3 separate regions of the Mus musculus genome follow, and all the other regions are linked to region 3. The links are chromatin contacts, called in public Micro-C and promoter capture Hi-C maps. All regions are on one chromosome and are shown on one strand. The core of a region is the stretch at or near the end of the contact, and the rest is flanking DNA. Distances in the headings are between cores, read along the strand shown. Region 1 holds the start of Prps1 (phosphoribosyl pyrophosphate synthetase 1). Region 2 overlaps Frmpd3 (FERM and PDZ domain containing 3). Region 3 holds the start of Tsc22d3 (TSC22 domain family, member 3).

Evidence for each region. Promoter capture Hi-C pulls out the DNA fragments that hold promoters and counts their contacts. A called contact is a pair of places that touch in the nucleus more often than the background predicts.
Region 1: a promoter capture Hi-C map of pre-B cells shows a contact between it and region 3. The contact joins the promoter of Prps1 here to the promoter of Tsc22d3 in region 3. A contact is called at or near these places in 17 of 39 promoter capture datasets (the 3T3-L1 cell line, 3T3-L1-derived adipocytes, the C10 cell line and 11 more), 7 of 484 Hi-C or Micro-C datasets (CD8 T cells, the HL-1 cell line, bone marrow-derived macrophages and 3 more), 10 of 115 datasets of contacts at active chromatin or transcription factors (the 230-238 cell line, effector CD8 T cells, embryonic stem cells and 5 more) and 4 of 9 other capture datasets (adipose tissue, liver, macrophages and 1 more).
Region 2: a contact with region 3 is called in a Micro-C map of the G1E-ER4 cell line. The contact joins the enhancer-like site here to the promoter of Tsc22d3 in region 3. A contact is called at or near these places in 10 of 39 promoter capture datasets (the 3T3-L1 cell line, 3T3-L1-derived adipocytes, the C10 cell line and 5 more), 1 of 15 datasets of contacts at CTCF or cohesin (large pre-B cells), 16 of 484 Hi-C or Micro-C datasets (the G1E-ER4 cell line, brown adipocytes, cerebellum and 6 more) and 2 of 9 other capture datasets (adipose tissue and embryonic stem cells).

Annotation. Positions count from the first base shown.
Region 1 is chrX:140,454,797-140,458,479 of GRCm38.p6, forward strand. Prps1 (phosphoribosyl pyrophosphate synthetase 1) reads left to right here and starts at 1,807. Exons shown (of 7, transcript NM_021463.4): 1 at 1,807-2,067. The coding sequence starts at 1,946.
Region 2 is chrX:140,406,345-140,409,812 of GRCm38.p6, forward strand. The region is part of intron 12 of Frmpd3 (FERM and PDZ domain containing 3); the gene reads left to right. Among named protein-coding and RNA genes, the nearest start is that of Gm32113, 22 kb to the left of the region's middle. Within about 2 kb of position 1,772, at least 1 of the 459 cell types and tissues checked has an H3K27ac peak or open chromatin away from gene starts, as enhancers often do. A contact at or near this core is called in the G1E-ER4 cell line, where this site is marked.
Region 3 is chrX:140,598,653-140,602,107 of GRCm38.p6, forward strand. It overlaps Tsc22d3 (TSC22 domain family, member 3), which reads right to left and starts at 1,870. Exons shown (of 4, transcript NM_001077364.1): 1 at 1,785-1,870.

The DNA.
Region 1 (3,683 bases), core at 557-3,056, 140 kb before region 3:
AGTGCTGGGATTATGGGGCCACACCACCATACCAAGCTATTAAGCTTCTTTTGTATTTTGTGCCTTCTAAGGGTAGAGGATTGCGCATTGTTCACTCTTTATATCACCATGCTCCAGAGGGCCTGATATATAGGCAATCAGAGCACTTATTCTGAATTATGTTAAACCTACAGAACCCACCATAAGAGTATACTTCACAAACCTTCTTTTTTTAAAAAAAAAATTACTGTTTTCTAATTTTATGTGCATTGGTGTTTTGCCCTGACATATGTCTGTGTCAGACTGTGGGATCCTCTGGAACTGGCATGCACACAGTTGTGAGCTGTCATGGGAGTACCAGGTCCTCTGAAAAAGCAGCTAGTGCCCTTAACCACTAAGTCATCTCTCCAGCCCCACTTTTTCTAAGATTCATTTTTTAAAATTATTTTTCACAATGTTTCATATTAATACAGATGCCCTTGGAGGGCAGAGACATCACAGGCAGTTATGAGCCACTTGGATGTGGGTGCTGAGAACCAAATGTGGGTCATCTGCAAAAGCAATACTTGTTCTGAACCGCTGAGCCATCTCTTCAGTCCCCAAAGTGGTTTGGGTTAGCTCCTTGCCGGACAATTTTAAGAGCAACAATACAGAGAGAGCAGGGGGCTCTCTATGTAGCTCTAGCTGTTCTGGAACTCACTAGACAAGACTGGCTTCGAACTCATAGAGATAAGCCCAATTCATAAGTGCTGATAATTCCAATGTGCCCAGCTGTCAAAGCCTGGCTGGGCAGTGATGCTGCATGCCTTTAATCCTAGAGACAGGATTTCTCTGTATCTCCTTGGCTGTCCTGGATCTCACTTTGCCTCCAGAGTGCTGAAATTAAAGGTGTGAGCCACCACGCCTGGCTCAGAGTCACATTGTGTGTACGAGGCTAGCTTGGGACTCATGATCCCCCCTGACTAAGTCTCCTTAGTGTTAAGATGATAAGCATGTACCACCATACCTGGTAGTCATGATTTTGGTTTTGTTGATTGTTGCTGCTTTGAGACAAGATCTCACTATATATCTCTGGTGGCCCTGAACTCCCTTTGTACATCAGTCTGGCTTAGAACTGACATAGATCTGCCTGCCTGCCTCCTCCAGAATACTAGGATTAAAGGTGTATGCCACCTTGGTACTGATTTTTTTTTTATTCTAAAATTGTGTGACTCTTCCTTTACATCTAATTCATGGCTGTCTGGAATACTGTTAAAACAGAGTCTGCACTAGTTTGCACAAGTTTGCACTGGTCCAGTTAGCGTGTGTAAAAGGCTAGGTTAGCCAGATTACCTTGTAATTGTGGCAGACTTAAACACTATGCTGATTCTTTCAGGGTTCTTCATGGATAATACTTTACTTTTTCTTCTTCCAATCTTTAGCTAATCATAATTTTATCACCCAGATATTTGGGGAAAGCCACACTCCTTCTCTAATTGAGCAAACTAGAATCCAGTGATAAGGACAAAACATTAACTTTCTCTCGCATTGTCCCAGGGTGACTCACCTTCAGTCACTTTCCCCTAGGGCTTGCCTTCCAGGTAGAAAGTACACTTGGTATTTAGAGTTGGTAAACAAGCCCTTTGCCTGCGATGCGCCTGCGTTGTGGCTATCTTTGTGATGTAAAAAGTGCTTTAATTTAACCCGTTTCACGCCTCTGAACAAATTACCAGAGAGTGGTTGGGCGGCAACATTACCGGAAGACTCCGCCCCTCACACCCGTCCAACCAATCAGAAAAGGCTGGGTGGAGAACTTCCTTTGTAATCCCGCCCCCTGGGCAATTTAATGCCGCGCGCTGGGCGGGAATGTAAGATGGCGGAGTAGCAACGCGGTACTGTTGGTGTTCAGACTGCCTGCTGACTTCCGTTCCCGTGTTGGCAGCGGCGGCGGCGGCGACCACTGAGCACGTTGAGGTAGTTACCCAAGATGCCGAATATCAAAATCTTCAGCGGGAGCTCCCACCAGGACTTATCCCAGAAAATCGCTGACCGCCTGGGCCTTGAGCTAGGCAAGGTGGTGACTAAGAAATTCAGCAACCAGGAGACCTGGTAAGGACGCAATTGGTACCTTGAGTGTACCTGACCTGCCCAGGCCATGGCAACTCGGGGGATGGAGCGGCCGTGGGATTTCCTGGCAGCAGAGGATGGGCAGAAAGGGGCAGCAGAGGTTAGCTTGCCTCGCGGGTTGTTCCGTTATTTTACCTCCCGAGAGGGTCGCGTTCATCCTCGCTGCGCGCGGTTAGGTGGAGCCAAGATGGAGATGGGAGCTGAGGCCGCTACGTTTGGGGGTTGGGGATGGAGGATCTAATGTCGGGGGGTAATGGCCTCCTGGAATGTCTGGAGGTGTACGGGCGCTTAGCTTTGGGCATGGGGACACGTGGCTTGTCGCTTCACTGTGGAGCCAGTAGATTGGATTCGGTTCACTTTCCGCGCGTCGACTGGTGTACATCAGAGAACCTATGGCGTTCTGAGCCCCATCGTGGTCTTTTTCCTAGATTTGAAAAGCTTTTTGGTTGGAAATGGTAGCGTTCTGGTTTGGTCTTGGGAAACATTGTGTTCTGAGGGCGCGAAAACGTTACCACGTTCCCTTAGACTGGCACGGTGTCGGCTTTTCCTATCCTGTCTGTCGAGGAATCAAACCACCCTTAAGTTAAATTCAGTAGATGGGGTAAAGTGGTTGCTTTGAGCTCAACATCCTTGATCTTCGACATCTCAGCTTAAGTCATCCCAAAAAAATAGGGAAACCTTAGTTGTAGAATTCGAATTTTTGACGGTTTCCAATTCCGCTACTGGCAGACATAATAATACAAGCACTCCGCCCCTCCTCCATTGTAGCCACTTCTTAGTGTTAAATGCGTGAGGATTTAGGGAACGACTTACACGTGAGTGTTCAGTGACAAAATAATAACGCAGTGGAAGAGCTAGCTCAAACAGCAAAGGGAAATTTGAATGTCGTCTTTTTGGTGCTCTGCTATAAAACTCGTGGCCCAGCACTGGTGTGCTGTCGCATGCCACTAGGCAAGAGCAGGAGAAGCAAGTTTGAAGCAAGCCTAGTCTGCATAGTTAACTCTAGACTAGTCAGGACTATGTAGTGAGACGGTCTCCGAAAAATTGCTAACAGAACTGTCTTAGCCCCAGTCATCATCCACATGCACTATTGGACCGTGCTTCTTTTAGTGCCCCCTTCCAGCTATATACAGGATCCTCTAGAGCACTGTATTGTTTTCCTGTAGTAGATGAAATCAAGAACACTAACAATAATGCTTTTTTGTTCACTTATTTTAATTTTGGTTTTAGGGTTGTTTGTTTGTTTTGGGGGGTAGTCTACAGGACTCAAACATTTATCCTCTTGCTTTTCTCACTGCCTGCTTAGTACTGGGCTTGCAGACTTGCGCCATCACTACCTCCACAGTCTACAATCTTTCAGTCAGCTGTTAGGGGTCAGTTTTTTTTAAACCAATGATCAATTAAATTACATAAGATTTATTCTTTCTGATTATTTCTAAACGTCTTGTAGTCTTTCCTTTAAATTGTTTCTGTGTGTGTTAGTTAAAGTTCATCTGTAATAATGGCTGCTTCCAGGACTAGCATGCTGTTAATTGTGATGCAAATGGCAGTGCAAACACTGAAAGCATCTGTAACCAGGCAATACCTTAGTCAAAAGA
Region 2 (3,468 bases), core at 522-3,021, 190 kb before region 3:
AGGAGGAGGGACAGCTTTCCCTTCTTAAAGGATTGCCCAGGAGGACATGTTGTTAACAGATTAAGAGGTGGAGTGTTTGCTGTTTCTAAAAAGAACCAATCATTTATTTTTGTGTTTGTAAAACCCAGGAAGCTTTAACATGTTAATTTTCCCACCTGTGATTCCCAGGATTCACAGTGGCTTGGGAACCTGCCTGGTGCTAATGTTTAACTGGCTTGTGGCCACTTTCCCAACCATTTGGTTGCTACTCTCCTCAGACATTGTTGGGTAAAAGGCCAGGTGAACTGGTAAGGAAGAGGGAGGAAAGGCAGGGTATGCAGGGGGGTGTGGCTCAGAGAGAGGTAGGCAGGGCATGCAGGGGGTGTGGCTCAGAGAGATGTAGGCAGGGTATGCAGGGAGGTGTGGCTCAGAGAGATGTAGGCAGGGCATGCAGTGGGGTGTGGCTCAGAGAGATGTAGGCAGGGTATGCAGGGGAGTGTGGCTCAGAGAGATGTAGGCAGGGCATGCAGTGGGGTGTGGCTCAGAGACATGTAGAAGGGGGATAAAACAGAGGTTGGTTTGGGTTTCTTGTTTTCAGCTTTCAATACTCCATGAGTGGATTTTCCACATCAGTAGCACAATAAAAATTCCACAAGAGGTTTTGAAAAATAGACACCTGGGCCCTACTCTGAAAATTACCAAAAAAAAGAAAAAAAAGAAAAAGAAAAATAAATTTAAGACAGGGTTTCTCTGTATGGCCCTGGCTGTACTGGATCTCGTTCTGTAGACCAGGGCTGCCTCAAACTCACCGAGGTCTGTGTCTGCCTCCAGAGTTCTGGGATTAAAGGCGTACGTGTGTCACCACTGCTCAGTGAACACTGATTTCGTTGGAGTTCAGGATTTATTTATTATTTTCATTTTCTCTAAATGATTTTGTAATATAACTAATTTGAGTGGGCATGCCAATATGCCCAGAGGCCTGAGAGGAAAGTGGCTGAATCGGGGTCAGTATGTATCTCCTGAATAAAGGGTGATCTGCTTCTATGGGGTGATCCACCCATAGCAGTGAGCATGAATGAACATTTCAGAGAAATTACATTCTTACTGGGGTGACTAGAATCACAAGGACACATGACCCAACTTGACACAGCATCAAACCTACAAAACTCTGGAATCACATGAGGTTTACCCTCTCAGGGAAGACACACACATACACACACACACAAATAAAAATAACTAAAATAAATCTCCGTCTAAAAAAGCAATATGAAGTAAATGTCATAGATAAATGTGGTATGGAATATGGAATTAAAAGAACAAGGAGTTAACCAGAACTAGCTTCCTCGAGAGGGTGTTTTAAGCTGGATCTTGAAGTGATAGGCATGAATTAGCAAAGAGAAGTGGGATGTGTTCAAAGGCAAGGAGCAAGCACGGAAATAAGCAAGCCATATGTGCAGGTCGATAAGCATAGTTGCTTGGCTGGAGAGGAAAATAAGGAGAGAAGAGATTGGAGAGATTAGGGGCGGGCAAAGCAAGTCAGTTAAAAGCTTCCCAGGCAAGTTTGAGGACTTTAGATTCAATGTGGTTGACTAGTAGGAACACACTGTAGGTCCTTGAGCAGAGGGCTAACATAATAAAGGCTGATTTGGACCAGCATGTAAGATAGGCGGAAGCAAGGTAACTGTCAAGTGAAGGAACAGATGTGAAACGCGTGCTGGGCATGGGTGGCCCCTCCTTTGTTGTTCACAATGCGTGTGTTTTATTCCCAGCCCTGTTGCCTACTGTACATATCCAATGTGCAGAAAGAACAGTGTCCCCGTGTAAAGAACTCCAACACATCATGACTAGGTGGTGAGATAACACTACCTTTTGGGATAAATGGAAGATTGTGCTGAATAGATGGGGCTAAAGGTTGCAGTTTAGGAGTGGGTGGTGAGCAATGGTCAGGTAGATGATATGAGTGCTCAAAGGTATAAATCCAAATGATAAATGCTTCAGGCAGCCCCTCTTAGGACAACTAACATAATGCAAGAGAAAACTTGGGGGAAATTATCCACTAGGTGTCATCATTGTTATAAATTGTAATAGGATTTACCACATACAATAGGTAGAATAATCCCCTCCTAAATATGTCTATTCCATAATCCTCCAAACCTGTGAATATGCTATGACAGAATGGAATAAGAAGTGCAGATGCAATTAAGATTGCTAATCGGCTGACCTTAAAATAGGGAGATTAGCATGAATTAGTCAAGTGGGACTAATGTAGTCAATAGAGTTGGTCTATGTGAGAGAATCTGGAGAGAAAGTTGGAGCAATGTAATGAGAGGACTCGGCTCACCCTTGATGGCCTTGATTAGGGAAGAAGCCAAGGACCAAGGAGTGTGGGTGACATCCAGGACCAGGGAAGGTAAGGAAATAGATCCAACTCTAGACCACCAAAAGTGACACAGACAGCCTTGCACTTGACTTTTAACCCAGTAGCACTTGTATTGGACCTCTGACCTCAAAGACTTTAAAGGAATAGATATATATTATGTAAGCTACTAAATTTGGAGCCATGTGTTATAGCAACAATAAGAAATTAATGCCAACAAAGTTTTAAAATAGCAAGTACTCATTACATTTTTCTTTTTCCTTCCTTTCCTTCCTTTATTTTACTTTTGGGACAGGGTTAAGTGTATCTCACTCAGGCTGGCCTCAAACTTGCTCTATAGCTGAGATAACAAGAAGCCCATGAAGTGATTGTTTTCCTACCTCTACCTCCCAAGTGCTATGATTACAGTGTGTGCCACCATGCACAGTTTATGTGCCACCACACCCAGGGTCTTATATACAGTAGGCAAGCTGTGTGTGTACTCTACAAACTGAGCTACATTCCCAGCTTTCATGTAGTAGCATAAAAAATATTGTTTAATTGATAAGCATGCCATTCAATGCCAGCTTTGTTACCAAAAAGTATCAGTGTGGCTTACCAATCCATGCTCTAAAAAATGGACGCAATATCCAATCTTTTTCCACAGGAAAATAAACGATGAATAACAACATTATACTAATAGCTTGGTTGGAGTATAGATAACTCAGCAATTAACAAATGCACTGGGGCTAGAGAGATGGCTCAGAGGTTAAGAGCACTGACTGCTCTTCCGAAGGTCCTGAGTTCAAATCCCAGCAACCACATGGTGGCTCACAACCATCTGTAATGAGATCTGATGCCCTCTCCTGGGCATGTATGACATGACATTTACATCCATGACATCCATAACAACTACAGTGTACTTACATATAATAATAAGTCTCTGGGCCAGAGCAGACAGGGCCAGAGTGAGCAGAGGTCCAGAGTTCAATTCCCAACAACCACAATCACCTATACAGCTACAGCGTACTCATATACATAAATCATTTTATAAAAATGCACTGATTAGAGGTTTTAAAGAATGGATAGAGTTTTAAAGAATGGATTGTATTTGTGCATAAGGATGGATGCCT
Region 3 (3,455 bases), core at 620-3,119:
GCCGTGCCCGCCGCGGGTCGGCTCGGGCCCCCTTCTGGTTGGAGCGCTCGGGGTGCGAATAGAAACAGCTGGACAAACAGCTCCCAGCGGCTCCTGCGGGCTCACTTCCTCCTCCTCCTCCTCCCCCTGCTCCGGCAGCCGCGGCGGCCCCCCTCTTCCCCGTCCCCTCCCCCGGAGGATCCCCGTGCGTCCCCCCCCCACGCCCCCCCCCCACCCCGAACGCACTCCCAACTTTCCCAAGTGCGCGCGTGGCTCCGGCCGGACCTGCGTGCGAGGCGGCAGGAAGGGCGGGCGGGCGGCCAGGGAGCGAGAGAGCGAGAGAGAGCCGCAGCGCGCGCGCCCTTCGGCGGCGGCAGCCCCGCTTCTCCCGGCTCGCGGGGTTCCGCGGCTCGAGCGGTGGCGGCGCCGGCGGCCGCGGCCGGTGGCCCAAGGGCGAGCGTGTGAGCTAGCCGCGAGCTCAGGAGTCCGCGCCGGGGCCGTGACAGCATGTAAATGAGCCCCGAGGGGCAGGCGGAGGACGCGCTGCCGCCGCCGCCGCCGCCGCCGCCGCCTCTGCCACTCGCCGCCGCCTCCCCGGCCGGAGCTTGAGGGGGCCCCCTGGCGCGCGGAGTTCTCCTCCCTCCGCTCCCCACACCGCCCGCCCGCCCGCCGGCCGCTCACTCGCACGCCCGTGCTCCTGAGGAGCCCGCCTCAAGCGGCTCCCCCGCGACGCGCGCCTCAGCAGCGCTGGGTGGCTTTGGCGCTCACCGCCTGAATGGCCGGGACGTCCAGCAGCGCGCGCCTCCCGCTGTCGTCTGGTGTCCCCCGCGGAGCCGCTCGCTCCTCTCCTGTCCGGCCCTGGCCGGCCGGCGGCAGTTATCTGTCCGCCCGTCTCCCCGCCCCCACCGCGCCTGAGACTCACGCAGCGCCCCCGCCCCCTCACCGCACGGGGTCTCGAGGGCTCTCCCGAGTGGGCCAAAGGTCGCCGCCGGGGCCGCTGCCGCCACCGCCACCGCTCGCTGAGGGGGGTGTCCCCCGGAGCGCCGGCGTTCGCGGCCCTGTCGAGAGCCACCGAGTCAGCGGGCGGCCGTCCGAGAGCGGCCCTTTAAACCGCCGCCCGCCCGCCCCGCCATGCAGCCCGGCTTTTCTTTTTTTTTTTTTTTCCTTTTTTTTCTTTTTCTTTTTGGGAAGCGCCAAGAGACCCAAGTGTCGAGGCCTCGGCGGTGGCTGTGGCGGCGGCGGCGCCACCCCCCAGAAAGTGCCAGAAAACACAAGCACCTGAGAAATGCCCCAACTCCAAACTCCCAAGAACCGAGTCCCCAGCGGCCCGAGCCCGCTCCTCCTCACTTGTCACCTCCGCCCCCTCCTCTTGAGCTCTGTTTCGCTCCCCACCCCGGGTCTCAGCCCCGAGTCCCCTTCGACGCCATCACTCCCGGTCCCCCGCTGTCCGCGCTGCGGGCTCCCCCGGGCCTTGCCTCTCCTCCCTCGCCGCGCGTCTCCCGCTCTTCCCGCTATTTTGGGCACCGGGCGTCTTTTTCTAAGTTTCTTCCCATGTTGGGCCGGGTCACTCCTTACTTTCCCCCACCTTGTCCCCTTCCCGTGTGTCGCCGCGCCCCTCCATTTCTGGCCGGCCCTCGCCTCCATTTCTCCGTTCGCGCCTTGACCCCCTCCCCTCTTATTTCCCTCCTTGATTTCTCTCCCCGCACCTCACCTTAGCGCCCCTCTTTCTCCTCACTCAGCTTGGCTGCTCTCTCCATGCGCCCCGACCCCAGAAAGCTGTCCCCTCGCGTCCCAAAGCCCCCTACCTGCCACTTCAGGTAAACCGGCTCCGTCGACCCCTCGAGAGACTTGCCCAGCAGCCCGCACGCACGCAGAGTGAGAAGGGGAGTGATGCGTCTGTCCCGTAATGGCGGCGGAGGGATCTGGGAGAATAAACCCGGGGCGGAGGTATAGTGAAAGGGCACATATAGGGGCCAGCCTGGTGCCCTGGGGTGATGCCCCTGCTGTCTGAGCTGCGGGGACGCGCAAGGTGACCATGTAAGACAGCTTTTTTAGAATGTCTCAGAACTTAGAACATGTCGAATGCGGAGCATTTGAGCAGTTTTTGAGTCTTGGACAAATGAAAACCCGTTCACAATATTCAGGGGGTTTTTATATAAAACCCAAATAAATTTCTATTTATTCCTACTCCTTTACAACCCCCCTCCGCCCCCTTCATTTGCTTCATTCAAGAACCCAGGGCATTTGAAATACAGCAGTATATGCTGCCATCTTCTGCCCAAAACCTGAACTATTTTCTGTTCCCGTGTAAGGTTCCGCCGCTCAGCGGGACACTACAGGTGCCTCCTGGTGGAAGAATCCACTGGGACTCCAAGCCGGGGCAAGAGTTGCTCAGTTTTAAGAAAGCTGAAGTTCCAGTTGCCTGAACCCTGATAAATGTGACTTAAATACGTTTGAAATTTCCTAGACTACTGTGGCAGAGCGCACCCCAAGATCCCAGCTACTCGCAAAGCGGAAGCAGGCTTGTTTGTGTCAGGCCAGGCTGAACTAAACAGTGAGATTGTCTCAAAAAACACAAGCCACATAAAACGAGCCTTCAAGCCACCCCTGAAATTAATTAGGAGCAAAGTGCAGCCAACTAATTCCTGTTTCCCACTCTTTGCAACTGTTACATGAGGCCCAAAATATGGGTAACTGGGGAAGGCAGTACTCTGTGCTATAGTGGCTAGAGACCCCAAATCGTGCTGTATCTCCAGTTCCTGAGAGGATCCCAAGGCCCAGGATGAAAGAGGATTGTGGCTATTGCGTAAAGCACTATACCCGAGTATATATACATCCCCATAGACTATGAAACTTCTATTTTTTTCTCTTAAAAGCCCATCACGTCATTTTTCTTGTATTTCCTTCTTCTTTTTTTTTAAATGTTCTTGGATAAAAGCCAGAGGAGGTAGTAGAATATAAAATTTCATCTGCATTGTGTAGATTTATAGCCTTCTGAATTGTTTTTTAATTACAGTGTTTATTATTTTCCTTCTTGTTTATAATTATTTTATGTTAACTCTTATAATAAAATATATTAGTTCCATAAATGTTTATTTGCGTTTTGGGAACAGCTAGACCTTTTGCTTCTATGTTTGCCTGAGCCCTCTTATCTTTGTGTAACCTTGGGATGAGGCCCTGGTGGAAGTATTTTCTTCTTGACATTTGGCACCATTAAATTCAAGATTTTTGTCCCCTTGACATTTCCCTGTTGTGTAGTCCTTGCTCTCAAGAAGTATTGTTAATAATTCGGGACAGATTTGCCCAACATATCAAGACTGATCAAGAGCAAATAAAGTTGGGACACAGAAAAATCTAAATAGTACAGAGATAGAGTTCAGAGAGCCGCCATTTCTGTGCATACAAGTCCAGCCTGTGTTGACAGACTGCATACCTCGTGAGGGAAGGCTGACTGGACAGGGCCTCCTGGGCTCTCC